Regions from separate parts of the Macaca mulatta genome. Here regions 1 and 3 are each linked to region 2. The links are chromatin contacts, called in public Hi-C maps. All regions are on one chromosome and are shown on one strand. Each heading gives the region's core, a stretch centred on a gene start, on an enhancer-like site or on the middle of the called end of the contact. The rest is flanking DNA. Distances are from core to core; before and after follow the strand shown.

Region 1 (3,052 bases), core at 294-2,793, 98 kb after region 2:
CCACGCCCGGCTAGTTTTTTGTATTTTTAGTAGAGACGGGGTTTCACCATGTTAGCCAGGATAGTCTCGATCTCCTGACCTCGTGATCCACCCGCCTCGGCCTCCCAAAGTGCTGGGATTACAGGCTTGAGCCACCGCGCCCGGCCTGAGAAGGAGGTTTTCAAGCGGCGGGGGCTGGTGTGTGCAAAGTGACGAAGATATGAACAGCAAGGGTAGGCATGGCACATGCCGCAGTGCCATATTATTGGACCTTAGGGTGCACATAGGAGACTGCTAGGTCAGATCACAGAGAGCCGTGTAAATTGTGCTAGGCGTTCAGCACATAGGCAACAGAAAGCCAGAAAAAGGTTATCAGCAAGGAATTGGCACCATCAGACTTGTGTTCTAAAAGGATCACAAGACTTACAGTTTGGAGACTGGGTTGCAAGCTGCCAGGGCTGGACTGTTGGGAATTGACAACACATCAACAGCGTGGTAACAGAAGAGATGGAGTGGGCCCAGTGTGAAGGATGTTCACGAAGTTGGCAGTACTAGGTCACTTTTAAGATGTGGGACTTGAAAGAGAGGAGAAAGTGTAAGGTAATTACCAGATTTCTGCCTGGGTTAGGGTAGAGGAAGAATTAATCTGCACGGAAAAGACCAGTTCAAGTTTGGATCCGGTGAGCTCCACGTGAAGCAGAGCTGTCCCAATGGCCGCTGGATAATCAAGCGTGGAGCTCCAGGGAAGGGCTGCGCTGAAGATGTGGATCTGGGTATTTAGTTGGCGTAAAGCTGAAGCCGTCGGGGTAAATGAGACCACTGAGATTCAGTGTACAGAGCGAGGAGTTGGGTGACAGAGGAAAACGTGAAGCGGGACTTCTGACCGACTGTCAGAGCGGTAGGAAGAAAACCAGGAGACACTGACTAAGCCAAAACAGGGGTGGGGTGGGGGAACGTGTCATTAGGAATGAGTGTCAATGGTACTATGCACCTCTAAGAACTCAAGACTTTAAAGGGCCCTTTTAATATCAATTAGGAAGTTATTCACAGCCGTTTCCAAAGGAAGTTGGGGAGATAAGGGAGGACACTGAGACGCAGACCTACCGGAATGCGTAGATGTTTTCCTCTCATCCCAGATTCCGACCCCTCCCCATACCTGCCCCTGCTCGTAACACCCAGACACCTTCCCCTCGCCTCTCTCCTCAGTTAAGACGGAGGTTTTGGAAGGAGATCCCGAACGCCCTCCTCGGGCTCCCCAGGATAGGGGGGTCGCCAAGAGTCAGTGCTGGAGACCCCGACCCGCGCGGGGCGGAGCGAAGCGAGGCCAGGCAGAGGAAGGGGGCGGAACCTGAGACGCAGCGGGTGTGGGAAGGGTCGGATGGAAACCAGCATAGACAGCGGATGGGGAAGCGGGTTCGACCAACGGGAGACGGCCCTTTCACGCCACCCGCTCCCACCGACCGCTCTGGGACCCACCTGCTCCATATCAGCCACGGCCCCGGCTCTTCCCGCCCCAGTCGCAGTCCGGCTCCGCAGCCTCAGTAGCGCCTCAGAGCGGAAGAAGATCTTTCAGCGGCGCCACTTCCGCCGCTGAGTCTGCCCCTGAGAGCGAAGCGGTACGTGCGTCCGCCTGCGGTTCCGCCCCTTCGCCCCGCCTCCAGCCCTGGCCCTGCGCAGAAGCGGGCGCGAAGGCCGAAGTCTAACTTAAGGGTAGGGGAGTGGAAAGAACACCGGGGCCGTAGTTATTAGGCCACACAGGCCTGGCTGTGAGGGAAAAAGGGGAATTTCCCGAGGGGAGCCCTGTGGGGATGGGGGAATCTTTGGAGGAATCCAGTTACTCGAGAAGGACTTCCCCACCCCACCCACCCCACCTGCCTCCTTCAGCTATCCCAAGCAGGAGCTAGAACTTCTGTGGTTCTTCCTCTGAGTGCCCCGAGCCTGCTGTCTGCCAGAAAGACTCCTAGAATAGAGGATTGGACAGTAGGGTCAAAACCCTAACCTTTGGTTGACCACTGGCCTTCCCTATCAGGATGCCCCATTACCTCCCTTTTCCTCCCGCTTCCCCTGAAAGAGGAGTCTCAGCACAGTTATTTACAAAGATTTATTACAGCACGGGAGGGGTTCAGGCCTGGAGTCAGGGAAAAAGGGGAAGGGGGCAGAGCAACTGGGGGACAAGGAAAACCTGGCGCCCCCTACCATGTGCCCCACTGGGGATATATACTAGGCGGCATTCCTGGCATCAAAGCACAAAACGCAACAAAGAAGTCTCTGCCAGTCCATCTTCCAGGCACCCAAGAGGAGCAAGGTGATTAAGGGAAGACTCCCAAAATGTTGAGGCTGTGGAGAAAAACGCCTTAGTCCTGGACCCTGGTAGAAGCCGGTGAGAGAAATGGTGACTTGGAATCCTCCATAGGAGAGTGGATGGAAAAGGATCTAAGGGTACCTCAAGGTTCTCAGGACCTCCCTTCCCCAGATCTTAGGGTCCTGCCCTGTGGGTCTCCTGTGTCCAGGGGAGAGGATCTGGGGAGAATTGTGAAGGGCAAATCCCTGTTCCCGGTTTTCTGGATTTTCCAGTGCGCGCTGTCTCACATCCCACCTCCCACTGGGTGAGTGGAGGAATGACTGGCAGGGGTAGGCATCAGGCAGCAAGTGCCCAGGTTCTCTGGGCATCAGCCAAAGGTGGGCAAACAAGCAAACACAGACCAGCCTTAGTCTTCTAGAAGTCAGAAGCCGCAGCCCTAGCAGGCGAGGGGAAGGGCACAAAACAGGGTGAGGATAGAGTGGGTTTCTGGGGAGCAGCGATGTCCCCTCCACTTCCTCCTGGGAGATGCAGGCTGGGTGCTTATGTGCCAGGCTCAGAGGGGGAAGGGCGCTGAGGTTCCTCCCCAGGCTCTGAAAGGCAAGCAGAGAGGCACTCAGGGCCTGGCCCCATCCACCAAGATCCCAGCCCCGCCTCCTCATTCCACACTCCCAAGCCTTACCACTTAGTGCTGGGTCTTCCACTTGGTCCTCAGAGCTTCCATCTCTCTCGGGCTCATCCAGAGGGGGTGGGCGCTCCCAGGGCCCCTCCAGA
Region 2 (3,159 bases), core at 268-2,767:
TAAAAATAGAAAAATTAGCCAGCGGGGTGGCTGGCGCCTGTAATCCCAGCTGCTCAGGAGGCTGAGACAGGAGACTCACTTAGGCCGGGAGGTAGAGGTTGCAGTGAGCTGAGATCGCGCCATTGCACTCCAACCTGGGCAACAGAGAAAGACTCCGATTCAAAAAAAAAAAATACAAAACTTAGCTGGGTGTGGTGGCTAGCACCTGTAATCTCAGCTACTAGGGAGGCTGAGGCAGGAGAATCGCTTGAACCCAGGAGGCAGAGGTTGCAGTGAGCCGAGATGGCACCATTGCACTCAAGTTTGGGTGACAGAGCAGGACTCCCTCTCAAAAAAAAAAAAAAAAGAAAAAGAAAAAGAAAAATAGCCTAAAGGGACACTAGAGTGGGTGGCGTGCTAGGATACCATAGCGCTACTGCAGGCAGGGAAAAGGCAGCAAGGACCTGAGCAGCCTCCATTTCCAGAGTTGCAAAATGGGAATAATGACACCAGTCCCCCAGTGAGAGGCTGGATAAGAAGGGGATGTGCAGGAACTGTTGGGGGCACACAGCCTGAAGAGTGTCTACGGTTCTCCAGTGCAGGCAAGAGGCAGTTACAAAAGACTGGAAAAAGCAGTTTAGAGCTTTGGGATCAGAAACACTTGGGTATGTAACTATAGGGCGGTTCCAAATGGCATCAGCGCAGGGCGTGGTGCCTCACGCCTGTAATCCCAGCACTTTGGGAGGCCAAGGCGGGCAGATCATTTGAGGTCAGGAGTTCGAGACCAGCCTGGCCAACATGGTGAAACCCTGTCTCTCCTAAAACAAACAAACGAACAAAAAACTGGGCCGGGCGCGGTGACTCATGTCTGTAATTCCAGCACTTTAGCAGGCCGAGGAGGGTGGATCACCTGAGGTCAAGAGTTCGAGACCAGCCTGACTAACATGGTGAAACCCTGTCTCTACTAAGAACACAAAATTAGCCGGGTGCGGTGGCACGCGCCTGTAGTCCCAACTACTTGGGAGGCTGAGGCAGAAGAATCGTTTGAACCCCGGAGGCGGAGGTTGCAGTGAGCCGAGATCGCGCCATTGCACTCCAGCCTGGGCAACAAGAGTGAAAAAAAACAACAAATGCCATCAGCATGTGAGCGAGAAAATGTCAACTATTTCATACATCAGCCACACCCACTCCCATCTCCAGGATGGTTGCCCCACCGCTTTCTCTTTCTTTTGTAAACTGAAAAGCGCTCTGCAGTCTAAGATAGTCCATTAGAGTAAATGAAGCCGTGAAGTCCGGCGGACATCGGGAGTGGGGAAGCCCGGCATTCCGGGAGACCGGGCCGGGGAAGGAGGGTCTGTACCGGTTCTCCCAGACTCTGCCCGGGGCGCGAGCTCCGGAGCTGCCGTACGAGGTCAAAACGTAGCAATGGCGGAGGCCTACAGGGGGCGCCCGGACGCCACGCTCGGCCCCGCCCCAACGCCACGCTCGGCCCCGCCACGCTCCAGAGGCCCCGCCCCGTCACGTGCCCGCTGAGCGCGTCACACCCGGAAGCAGGGGCCCGAGCGGAGCAGGCAGCTATGAGCGGGGAGCCGGGGCAGACGTCCGTAGCGCCCCCTCCCGAGGAGGTGGAGCCGGGGAGTGGGGTCCGCATCATGGTGGAGTACTGGTGAGCGGTCCCGGCTGGAGGACCCCTACCCTGGTCCCGTGGGCCGGACGGAGGTGGGTCCACGGGAGGCCCCACCCCCGAGTCCCCAGCCCAGCCCCATTTCTTCTCCCCAGTGAACCCTGCGGCTTCGAGGCGACCTACCTGGAGCTGGCCAGTGCTGTGAAGGAGCAGTATCCGGGCATCGAGATCGAGTCGCGCTTGGGGGGCACAGGTGAGGCTCATGGAACACCTGCTGAGTCAGTCTGTACTCTAAATCCCAGCTCTCCCGCTTTCTAGTTCTGACATTGGCTGCTTTATGTAAAGTGCCTGCAGTGCCTGACACATGGTAAAATGTCCAGCCAACATGAGTTCCCTTCCATATGTCAGGGGGTTCACAGAGGCCTGCGGGGGAAAAACCTATTAGACTGCAATCGTGTAGGGTTGGAGGGGAGGGAGTCTTTCATTGTTGCCAGGGGCACACAGGCGGGGCCTCCCTCAGGTTCCCTGGAGTTGACCCAGGGTTGGGGAATGGCTTAAGGAGCTACAAATGGGTCTCCAGTGGGAGTGGTGGGGGACCCCTTTGAAGGAACTCCTGATTTCTGCCTATGTTCTCAGTGTACCATTTATTTATCTGTTGATTTCTTACCAGGTGCCTTTGAGATAGAGATAAATGGACAGCTGGTGTTCTCCAAGCTGGAGAATGGGGGCTTTCCCTATGAGAAAGATGTGAGTATTTGCAGTGTTGGGAGGACCTCTGGGTCATCCTACCCCAACAGTGCATCATCCTGTCATTCCACATCTCTGTCCTCTAGCTCATTGAGGCCATCCGAAGAGCCAGTAAAGGAGAACCCCTAGAAAAGATCACCAACAGCCGTCCTCCCTGCATCATCCTGTGACTGCACAGGATTCTGGGTTCCTGCTCTGTTCTGGGGTCCAAGCCTTGGTCTCCCTTTGGTCCTGCTGGGAGCTCCCCCTGCCTCTTTCCCTTACTTAGCTCCTTAGCAAAGAGACCCTGGCCTCCACTTTGCCCTTTTGGGTACGAGGAAGGAATAAGATTCCATGGCCTTGGGGGCAGGAGAGAGACACTCTCCACGGACACTTCCTCAGCCACCTTATACCCCCTTCCCAGGATAAGTGCCCACAAAAGCCTGGTCCACTCTTCACCTCGGTAATACCTGTCTGATGCCACAGTAGATTTTATTTATTTTCCCCAACCCAGGGCAATGTCAGCCATTGGCAGTAAAGTGGCACTACAAACACTAATGCTAACTAGTGTGTGTTTTTATATGTCCAATCTGGGAATGCGGGGGGCACAGAAGTCCGGCCGGCCCAGCCTTTGTACCGCCAGGGTGGCTGTGCTGGCTTGGGTGGGCTTTCTGGACAGCTACTCCTTAGGTCAGTGAGCTCCTCTGGCATAGCCAAGGCAAGGAAAATGAGTCCCACAGTAGACCCTGCCTCGTCTTTCGCCCACTCAACCGCCACTCTCCTGACTCACAAGGAGGAAATAACCCCATTCTGGTGAGTGGCCTTAGGAA
Region 3 (2,969 bases), core at 86-2,585, 70 kb after region 2:
ATGGGGCGTACTCATTAGCTCTGCCATATTTAGCTCAGATGCAGAGCCTGGTCCCAGAAGTGGGCACTGGGGGGACACCCATGGGCCAGCCCCGACAACCACAAGGAAAGAGACGCAACTCTGGCACATGATTGAGCATTTATTGCGGCACTAACAGAAGGTGCTGGGGGCCCCACCATCCTTGCCTCTGCCCTCTTCACCTCCCCCTCTCTCCCAGCTTCTTCTGCCTAGAGCATTCCAGATTCCCCTCACATTTTCCTGGATCAGGGCCACTCCTCCCAGGCACCTCTTGCCCTCACCAGTATCTTTTGTCCCTTCTCCTGGGGCTGAGGGTCCTCAGCTGTGCTGGCCCCCAACTCTCCACCCTTAGTGCCCACCGTCTCTGCCACCCTCCCTTTGGGAACTCAGGGGGCTCAGGCATCCTGGCCTCTGGCTCCCTCCTCCCCTAACCCCCAACTCTGGGCAAACTACAAAGCAGCCATGGCCAGCAGCTCCCCTCCACAGTCCTAGCCAGGAAGGGCCCAGCCCAGGGCGGGCACAGCGGAGCCCAAGTCACAGTCCCTCTCAGCCTCTCTGTGCTTCCTGGGACATGGAGCGGGACAGGGAGCGACGAAGGGCACCGGGCTTGCTGACAGGCACCACAGGGGGCAGCTGCTTGGTGATCTCAGCCACCTCCTGGCGGTCCACACACTGGCCACCCAGGGCTGTCTCCAGCGCCAGCAGCTCCTGCAGCTGGATGGGGGTGTCCTCGCGCTCCTCCTTGGTGGCGCCCATCTTGGCAGGGGTGAAGATGGGCAGTGGCAGTACCCGCTGGTAGGGCAGCTGGTACTCCTGCAGCCCACGGCCGAGGATGCCCATCCGCATCACCAGCCAGGGCGAGCGCTGCACCAGCGCCTGGCACTGCCCCTGCTGGTGGTAGGTCTCATGTCTCTGGGTGTCCTCCTCATGCAGGGAGCAGCTAGGGAGAGGGGAGGGGCAGTGAGTTCTTGGGAGCTGTTGCTCTCCGGGAACAGGCTGGGTGGGGGGCTCCCCAGGGCTGCTGGGACCTGGGAGCGGGAGGGGTGGTTCCCCTTTGCTCTTCCCATGGGGCATTCTTCCTTCCCCCACCCCCAGAAATTTCTCCAGGGCTTCATGCTCTGGCCTCAGGGCTCAGTGAGGGTGCTTTGGAGGAGCAGAGGCAGGACTCTGGCAGACCCACACTCACCCCTCCTCAGGCCGTGTGGACAGTGTCAGATCCTTCCATTCTGCCCAGAAGGCCTCCCGGCGCTCACAGTTCTCCTCGGACACCTCGCAGCTCAGCTCTGAGGTAGCCATGATCACTCCTCACTCCCTCTCCCCTCCCAGGCCCTTTAAATAGCCCCCTCCTCCCCCTTCTCCAGGGGCTATTTTCGGCCCCTCTGGTGTCAGATGCTATAAGCAGAGCCAAGACTCACTAATGGGGGGACGCCGGACCCAGGGCAGGGGTTAGGGTACCTGGACGCTGGCTGCTCCCTGGTCAGAGGTCTGGGGTTCAGGGCCCTATGCCTCCAGGTGCCTGACATTACTCAGACACCGTCTCAGGCCAGCCACATGCCCAGCCTCGTGCCCCCCTGGCACTTGCCCTCTGCCCCACCCACTCCCCTTTGCAGGGAGGACAGCAGCTTGTCTGTAAACAGAACAGGACCAGCAGGAACTGATGCCCCCTCTGGGCTCTGTACCAGGGCTGCCAGGTCCTGCCCTGGCTGTGCTCTCCTCTGCCTGGGCTCAAGGGCACATCCCCAGAAGGGACAGTGCAACCACGTCCTCAGGCGCCTGCACCGAAGGCCTAGTGCCTCGTCCCCAGTCACCCTCACCACACCAGCAGGGGCAGAGGAAGTCAATTCCATACCTGGGAACCTGGGGCATAAGCTTTGGTCAAGTGTTTTCCTTCCCCACAGCTGGTGGTCAGATAAGTGGTCTTAGGAGACAGGACAGTAGGGGTGGAGGGGGCCTCCAGTTCTACCCCAACACCCTGTGTTGGGTGAAATGGAAATCCAGGGGCTCTGATGGATGACAGAAGGCCTGGCTCCAGCTCCAGATCAGCCATAAATAGCCTGTGTGACCATGTGTCAGTTCCTGCCCCTCTCTGGGCCCCTTTCCCCACTTTCTGGCCACTACAAGAGGACCAGAAGACCTCTGGAGCCTGCCAGCTCTGATGTGCTACCTGGGAGGGGACTGGCTCTCCTTCATGGGGAGCAGGGGAGACAGATGGCTGTGGGGACAGTCCAGCACCCCAGGAGTGGCAACTCATGGTCCAAGAAGCTGGCACACAGGTGGTAGGCGTGGGGGGATGAGTGAGAACATTGCCGAGTGGACAAAGCAAAGGGCAGCAGGAGAGGCAGTGACAGGGGCTGAGCTCAGGACCCCGTGGGGACAGCAGAGTACCCAGGAGCAGGTAAGGCCCATGGGCACCCACCTGGGTGCAGAATTGCAGACTACTGATTACTGAGCACTGTGCCCGGTTCTTCGTATCTTTTAATCTCGTAACAACCCTGTGACATCAGTCACATTTTCATAAAGTAGGAAGCAGAAGCTGAGAGAGGTAGATTCGCCCAGGGTCACACACCTAGGCAGGACCAAGACAGGATCCACCTGGCTTTGAAGAAGCTGGCTCTGCTGGAAGCCTGCGTGCAGGCAGGCAAGGGGGCAAGCCAGCCAGGAGGGAGGAGGAGGGCAGTGGCCTGGCCCCGCCCTGCAATCCCGGCTCCAGGCTGCCCCTGGTGTGAGTGCGGTGGGGGGAGAGGCAATGGGTAAGTGGAGTCTGGGAGGTCCGGGGCTCCAGGTGGCTGGGATCCCAGAGATGCCTCAGTGACCCTGAAGCTCAGGCCCCACCTTCAGGCCACACAGTCAAGGCTTGCTGTGAGCACTGCCAGGTGCCCATACCCCCACCTCCATTCCTGGACTAGAGACTTTAACTTGCCTAGCTGAGGCCTGGCAGGGGGCGGGGCACT

Evidence for each region. Hi-C and Micro-C count contacts between places; a contact is called where the count stands out from the background.
Region 1: a Hi-C map of fetal cortical plate shows a contact between it and region 2, with 2.3 times the contacts expected there. The contact joins the promoter of STARD3 here to the promoter of MIEN1 in region 2. A contact is called at or near these places in 2 of 14 Hi-C or Micro-C datasets (blood and fetal cortical plate).
Region 3: a Hi-C map of blood shows a contact between it and region 2, with 2.0 times the contacts expected there. The contact joins the promoter of TCAP here to the promoter of MIEN1 in region 2. A contact is called at or near these places in 2 of 14 Hi-C or Micro-C datasets (CD4 T cells and blood).

What each region holds. Positions count from the first base shown.
Region 1 is chr16:63,985,205-63,988,256 of T2T-MMU8v2.0, reverse strand. It overlaps STARD3 (StAR related lipid transfer domain containing 3), which reads right to left and starts at 1,543. Exons shown (of 13, transcript XM_077971486.1): 1 at 1,456-1,543. PPP1R1B (protein phosphatase 1 regulatory inhibitor subunit 1B) reads right to left here. Exons shown (of 7, transcript NM_001266974.1): 6 at 2,961-3,052; 7 at 2,066-2,871. The coding sequence ends at 2,822.
Region 2 is chr16:64,083,469-64,086,627 of T2T-MMU8v2.0, reverse strand. MIEN1 (migration and invasion enhancer 1) reads left to right here and starts at 1,517. Exons shown (of 4, transcript NM_001266804.1): 1 at 1,517-1,645; 2 at 1,759-1,856; 3 at 2,274-2,350; 4 at 2,437-2,700. The coding sequence starts at 1,557. The coding sequence ends at 2,520. LOC144335663 (a long non-coding RNA gene) reads right to left here and starts at 1,098. Exons shown (of 3, transcript XR_013406711.1): 1 at 135-1,098.
Region 3 is chr16:64,013,718-64,016,686 of T2T-MMU8v2.0, reverse strand. It overlaps TCAP (titin-cap), which reads right to left and starts at 1,335. Exons shown (of 2, transcript NM_001266832.1): 1 at 1,205-1,335; 2 at 127-958. The coding sequence starts at 1,314. The coding sequence ends at 565. The region is part of intron 1 of PNMT (phenylethanolamine N-methyltransferase); the gene reads right to left.